Linked DNA regions of Gossypium hirsutum: region 2 is linked to region 1. Evidence: chromatin contacts called from public Hi-C data. All regions are on one chromosome and are shown on one strand. Each heading gives the region's core, a stretch centred on a gene start, on an enhancer-like site or on the middle of the called end of the contact. The rest is flanking DNA. Distances are from core to core; before and after follow the strand shown. Region 1 holds the start of LOC107901582 (40S ribosomal protein S12). Region 2 holds the start of LOC107901586.

What was found. Hi-C and Micro-C count contacts between places; a contact is called where the count stands out from the background.
Region 2: a Hi-C map of leaf shows a contact between it and region 1, with 2.6 times the contacts expected there. The contact joins the promoter of LOC107901586 here to the promoter of LOC107901582 in region 1. A contact is called at or near these places in 3 of 34 Hi-C or Micro-C datasets (hypocotyl, leaf and seedling).

Annotation. Positions count from the first base shown.
Region 1 is chrD06:22,367,251-22,371,093 of Gossypium_hirsutum_v2.1, reverse strand. LOC107901582 (40S ribosomal protein S12) reads right to left here and starts at 1,679. Exons shown (of 6, transcript XM_016827636.2): 1 at 1,583-1,679; 2 at 1,432-1,476; 3 at 873-1,161; 4 at 143-208. The coding sequence starts at 1,439.
Region 2 is chrD06:22,634,579-22,638,421 of Gossypium_hirsutum_v2.1, reverse strand. LOC107901586 reads right to left here and starts at 1,627. Exons shown (of 3, transcript XM_041095567.1): 1 at 1,493-1,627; 2 at 814-928; 3 at 1-512. The coding sequence starts at 1,608. The coding sequence ends at 303.

The sequences.
Region 1 (3,843 bases), core at 430-2,929:
ACATGTACTCAAGTTTTCTAAATATTGCTCGACAATAGAAATGATTTAAAATGGAAAATAAGGTTAGAAGAAAGAATGAATTTGATTAGACAAATATTTCTTTAAGCAAAACTAGATTGTACTCCCAGGTACATGCTCATACCTTCACAACTACGCAGGAACAACCAACTACCTTTCGTGCTTTACCCTCAGAGTCTATCTTACACAACTGCATGTACAGATGAACACAATCAGCATTTACCAATTTTCAAGGGTGCAAGGCACACTTTAGGAGCTACAACCCTTATACTACCTCGGGCACAAGGTGCCAAAAAGAGTGCTAGTGTGACTGAAGTGCATTACATATGCATGTGTGTTTTGTATATAAATATATACAAAACAGCAACTTTTTTTATTGCTCAATATGCATGATTTTCTTATGGTCCATGCCTATTGTCGAATATTCAAATATTGAGAAGGAGAAAATTTAGTACTGACCCTTTCTTACTAGTAAAGATAATCTATTGAAAATTTGAAAAATAAAGGAAATTTAAATGGACTTCAATCAGACAAGCTTATATTTTATGCCTATTGCCTTGCAAAAAAGCACACCTAGGCACATCGGGCAGGTGCCTAATCAAATGGCACTTGCCACAAAGGACCTAAGAAGCTGTTGTTGTCTAGTGCTAAGGCACAAGATGCAATCGTGCCATGACAATACCGGCATTTACAGAAATAGTAGTCCCTTTCAATTTGGCTTTCTAACTTAATGTCTCCAAAAACTAATAACTACTCAACATATAATGAACAAGCAGTATCAGTTCAGCACCCTCAGCATGTTCTGATCACAAGGAAATAATTCAAACATAAACAAGCAACAAAATGCCACTTACACCAGCCCACTCGCCAAGTGATTTTGCGCTCGGGGCACGTAGCACTTTAACATTATGATCAGCACAAAGTGCCTTGACCAGCTTAACATAATCCGGCTGGTCACAGTCATCAGCTATAACGCAAAGATGTGCATTGTGCTTTTCAATTGCCTTAGCAGCTTCATGTAATCCCCGTGCGAGCCCACCGTGAGCTCGTGACTTCCTAACCACAAGGGGCAAGGCTGTGTTGATGTCCATTGGCTCACCGAGTGCAGGCGCCGCCTCGGGTTGGGCAACCGCAACTTCTTCCCTGCAAGAGCAAACAGCACGAACACAACATAAATACATTAAAATAAAAATAAAAAGTTATCCCTAATCATGATAAAACTTCCGAATAATAATAATATCTGAAATAAAATAAACAATTCAAACAAACCCAAAGGGTATATAATGAGAATGCAAAGCAATTCGAATTTCATATGGAGAAATCAGAACAAACCCAACAAAAAGATTTAAATTTATGTGATAGTGTACTGAAAACGGCCTTGAAACCTTAAAAAAGGGATAAATTGTTGCTTACCCTGACATATTTTTGAGCTGAAGTTGGAACCGGAGGTATTGTTTCCTGGTAAAAGAAGAAGAAAAAGAAAGCGTTAATGGAACCGGATCTTTTGGCTAATCTAAAAACAGCGAAAGCTAAAGAACAGAAATATGAAGAGCGGCGAACCCACGAGAGAGATTTGCAGCAGCTGGGTGGCGAAGGAATGGCGAAGGGTTTTAGCAATAATAGAGAAGGGATTCTTATAAACGAAGCCCTATTTCTTTCAATCTTTTAATTGGGTCCTTTGGGCTCCTCTCTTTTAATTGGGCTTTGTAATGCGCTAAATTCTATTGGGTTTTTTCTTAGGTGAAATTCTGTTATTAGTCCTTATATTATGTGTAAGATATGGATTTAATTATTATACTTTTTAAATTAGTTAAATTTAGTTACTATATTTTTGAATTTTAAAATTTTAATCACAATCCAAATAGTAGCAATTATATCTTTTTGGTTAATTTTTGCTATTAATCATGTATCTGTAAGTAGTTGATTTAGTATTTGTACTTTTAAATTGTTAATTTTAGTCTTTGTATTTTTTGAATTTTAAAATTCCAATCTTGATTTAGATACTAACATTTAAATTCCTTTGGTTAAATTCTTCTATTAATGCATAAAGTTTGTAGGTTTAGCCCATTTTCTCCAATATTGTTCATTTTTAGTCCTCATACATTTTAAATTTTGAATTCTCAATCTTAACATAAAACGGTAATCATTAACTCTATCAATTAATTTTTTTATGAGTAATATGTAGAAATAACAAGTTTAAATGACATGACACATGTAATAATATTTTTTGAGGCAAGTATACTTGAAGTGGCTCGTGCGATGTTAATGGAAGTGGTCATTGAGCTAACACTGCGACAGACTTTATAACTTTCAATGTTTGAAGTTGGCAATTTTTGAAACAAAAATTTTGAATGTGAATCATGCTAATATTGTAGAAATATGATAGTCCTTCTATGAAGATATATCCATTTGAAGCAACATATCTTAAGGATTGGATCAGATGAAGCAATTAAATTCCTTGAATTATGGAGGTCATATCAAGACTGCATTAAAGACTTATCTCAATTAATCCTACTTATCTTGAACTTAATTATCATACCATATATATATATATATGTATGTTATTTTACCTGCAATTTTGTAATGGAATTGATTGAATTAGATCTAGTATGATAGTTAGTCTCAAACTCTTATATATTTGAAGTGACTTGTATAGGTTTTGTATTGAGAGTTAATAACACTTTATGTTCATTGAGGAACATATTCTAGTGAGTGCATTAAGAGAGTAAAACAATTTAGTTGCGTGGTTTTGCAGTCTAAGTTTTCACGTTTTTAGTGAAAGAAGTGATTGATTTATACTTTTAAGTACAAAAGAAACGTTGTTATACCAAGGTGTGATAGAACTTAAACCACTTATTGTATTTGGTTGCAAGATAGTGAATTTACTCATTGAGCTAGACTTCGCAAACATAGGAAAATCGATTTGCATAAACAATTTATTCTGTTTTTTGTTTTTGTTGTTCTTTTCGCAGTGTCACCTTTGGTAGGCACTGCATCCATCACTACCACTCAAACATTATGTCTTCTTAACAATTAATAACAATACTGCATCTATCACATTTGGTGGGCATTGCATCCATCACTTCAACACTATATTTGTCGTATAAGACCTTGGAAATAACAAGAGTCAACATAATGATTTGATAACTTAATTTTGATTAGAATTAAAATTTCAAAAGTATAAAGATTAAAAAGAAATAAATTAAATTTATAATTTACACATAATACAAGGACTTATGGTGTAGTTTACCCATAAAAAATTAGCACAGGCCATCTCCATCTCTCTCACAGTTAACCTTACATAAACATTGTTATTGTTCTTTCTCCTTTTAGTTGGCTTAGATTTTAAAACTTTAGTGCTATGCATTGAACATAAAAATTTGTTTTTAAATTAATCTCAGCAACCTAATGCTATGGTAAACATGTCTGTCTAGATTTGTTTGTTGACATTAGAGGTTGGATTCTTCATGCATATATTTAGTATAGGTAATTGTTTGTTTTTCTTGATTAAGTTGGTTTAAGATTTCAATGCATTTTCAATAGTCCAATCAAGGGAAAAGTATTTCATACTTCTCCCTACCAAACTCAGATTCTGCGTTTCAGCATAGAGATAAGAAGTGAAAATTTGGGTTGTTGAATTTTTGCTTTTGTTCTTATGTTTTATTTTTAAATCATGGTATTCTTGTTTATCCTCTATTACGGTTTATTTTTCATTTGCAATTTCTCCAAATTAAAGATTTGGTTTTTAGTTTAGTTAATACTATTGTTATTGCTATTGCAACATACAGAATGAGGTGAATTTGAGTGTACTTAATCATTTATTAT
Region 2 (3,843 bases), core at 378-2,877, 270 kb before region 1:
AGTTATTAGTAACAATCAAATAAAGCAACAGAGATTAGGAACTAGTGAAAACCAGCAAATGACAATAAGAATGGTTATTTTTGTAAAACAGACTCTTACAATATTAGTAACCCCTTGCTGATTCTCAAGAATGCTAGCATAGAAGAAATTATCAAAAAGGAATATAGAACCGGGTTATTACAATTAGTAGATAAAAGGCTCCCTCCCCGATTGAAAACAGAAAGGAAAGGCCATTAGAGCAGAGAAAGAGGTATACCGTCTCAGTGGTTCACGACTGATCCATTTACAGTGCAACATTTACATTACGATGGCTGTGGGAAACAACTTGCAAGTTTACTCTTATTATTATTTCTGTGGGAAACAACTGTTTCTGTAATTCCAGTTCTTGTGCTACCTTTCGATCTTATTATTTCCCAGAGACTATCTGAAATCTGTCCCATCACTTTGTTCCTAATCATTATAAAAAATTGAAGTGTCGCATTAACATTAACATTATTGACTACATGGAAAATCTAACATACTCTTGAATAGCTAATGAAACTCTAAGTTGATATTCTTCTCACAAACTGCTCCCAATTTATACTTATATCCGTATCTTATTATTCCCAATGCTGAAATTTTTAATAACCAAATTTCGCATAAATAAAACACACCATAAAGAAATATGCAAGCATTTTATTCGGGAACACGCATTATTTCAACTAAGAAATCCAATATGGATTTTTAATTTTCACTCTTATATGTATATATACACATATAAATGAAGTTCTTAAGTTTAAAGTCATAAATAACTTTGACAACAAGGTCCACTTACCCAACCTCATCATGTATGGCATCTGATAGTTGCCTTACTTTCATGTTTTCAGAGCCAAGACGATTAAGTGCTGCCGACTGCTTCACAGCTGAAATGATGTTGTTGCATATTCTAAGGTAAATTTATTGCTTTATTCAGAACATATTATAAAGGAACACGGTAAGAATGCCGCTATTTACTTCATATTCATTTAAAGTAATAAATATACGAAGGTTGCATTCGGCGTGTTCTTGAGTTGACAGAGTCATTCTTTGAATCCATTAGGAAAGAAAGCAAGTATAAAATGCATAGCTCGAGCTGAACAACTGCTTTTATCTAAACAAGTTGAATCAAGCTATTTGGCTTGTTTTTGAAAAGCATAGGCTGATAATCGATCTACAATAATCACATTTGTCAACAATCTATAGCAGCAAAGCAGCTTAATCAAACATGGCCTTGAATTTGAAATTAATAAATTATACCCAGATATAATAATCAAATTAAATTCCATGAAGATACCCAAAACTCAAAATCAAGACAAAACCCATTCAAGCAAACAATCACAGACAACAAGCATCCATGATTTCCAGGTTACCCAAAAGTTCAGCATTCTAAAACTTTTACCTAAATCCTAGAAAAAATATATAAAAGATAAAAAAAGTAGATAATATTGGTGATTAAAAAAAGAAGAAGAAAAAACGTAAGTTGTCCTTGAGCTTGCGGATGATTTTGAGACGGAGCTTGTCGAAGTCACCATTGTCCTTGAGCTTTGCAATTACCTCTTCTTTCCTAATCTTCTTGTTTTCTTCTCCCATCGGTTGTTTTGCATTCAATCTGTTGGAAAAAAATACATTTCTCTTTTATGTTTCTATTAACAGGGAAAGGGGAAGAACGTAAGAAGGAAAAATCATAAAGTTTCTTTTATGTTTCATTTTCGTTCCTGATAAAATGAAGAAAAGAAATGTAGGAGAAGATGAAGCTAAGGGCAGAAAAGTTTCTAACTACCCAAACGTAAGAAGGAAAAATCATAAAGAAGGAACAAAATTACCTCTGCAATTTGGAAAAGAAGAAAACGTAGGAGAAGATGAAGCTGAGGGCAGAAAATGGAAAATAGGAAAGAAACGGCGGATGAAATCCCTATTCAACGTTGAAGGGAATGAATGGCTATTACAGCCGATGGGTGTAATAGGGCCTGAATGGAATCAGGATGTAATGATATTACAGCCAACCAAACTAACGTTTGGTGGTGGGCAATTGAATAGGCAAGGAATGGAATGGCTATTCATGCCAACCAAACATGCTGCTAGTATTATCAATTTGATATGTTTTTCTATTTAAATTTTGTTTTACTCATCATTTAATATGTTTTTATTTATTTATTTTAATATTGTATATGTTTTATTTGTTACAACTAATTAATTTTAAATCATACTTTTTATTATTTATTATATCTTAATTAGGTAATTTTCACACATACGATAAGATTTCTAGTATTATATATATGTGATTACTTCTGGCATTTGCACACAAATAATTATTTTCATATTATAAAATAACATTATTATTATACAAAATGATGTTTAAAATTATTTGGAAGAATTGCTTTATAACAAATCATAAGCCAAAGTTAAAAAAATGAGTAAAAGGGTGTCGGTGACAATTATACATTGTCCATATATGAAGGCACCATCTCTCGCCACGAGATGGTTTCACATGCTTGTTTAACAGAAAGGGGTGGGTGGGACCTTATTTCATAGTTTTAAAAATGATTTAATTATTGTTTTAGTCCTTCTCACTTAATTTAATCTTCTAACTATTGACAGAAACAATTTAAACTTACTAATACTATTATAAAAAAATTCAATCTTAATTTAAACATAAAAAATGGAAATTAGATTTCATTATATATAAAATATTTTTAGTCGCAACAACTTCCCATTTACAAAAAGCTTTTACATGTGCTAATTGGATTTCCACTGAAACATTCCTCGCTTATGCCCCACTTAACTAGATGTTAATTAAAATTTTATTTTTTTTACAAAGCGATAAATATTATTAAATTTTACATTAAATATTTTTATAAATTTATCGTGAAGGTGTAATATACGTAAAACTATTTTACCATTTCACCTAATATTTTATTTGTTTTTAAATATTTTTTTTTGTAAAAATATTTTTCCTCATAATTTGCGTGTGACATTATCTAAAATGTTGAATCATTGCAGTAGGAAATAGTACATCTCTTCCAACATATTGATTTTAACAAAATTCCAAGTTGATATTTTGATCAAAATAGTTAAATGCGATAATTATTTAAATTAACTAATTATATTATAAAAATAAAAAATAAATTATAGTACATGTATTAAAATTTAAATCTAGTAGGAACCAAAACCATAATTTTGACATTTTTGGGACTTTGTTATTCATATGCACAAAATTTGATAAGGTCCCAATTTTTTTTGTTGCCTCAGATCCAAAGTAAGCTCTTTTTCAGTAAGGACAATGTGAAATTGCAGTGTCAACTCACGGTCTTACATATCCTTTTGATACTGAAAAAGAGAGAATACTTATGCAAAAAGAAAAAGAAAGCCCTCTAATCATTGAACCCCACCATGTATGTAAAATCTTATATTTCTCTTTACCCAAAATCCAACAATAATCAAAAGGTCTAATCTTCCCTTTCAGTCCCTGTACTTTTTAGAATTTTGATATTCAGTCCTTTGTTTTTAATTTCAAGAATTTAACCTTTCTACTAGTCTAATTTAACAACTAGGTTTAATTCATGATTTAAGTCTCCAAATATAACGGTTTCTTCACTTTATTATTTAAACTCTTTTTTTTTTCTCATTTTAGTATATAAACTATTATTTTTATCTCATTTTATTGAAAAGATTATCCATAAAAAATGACACATGTTCCTTAAAAAAAAGAAAACGACATATGCCACATTTTTGTTGGACTAAAAATCAAGTCTAATTAATAAGACTATTTTATTTGAATATGTGATATCAACTTAACTTTCTTTTTTAAGTAAGAACTCTAAATAT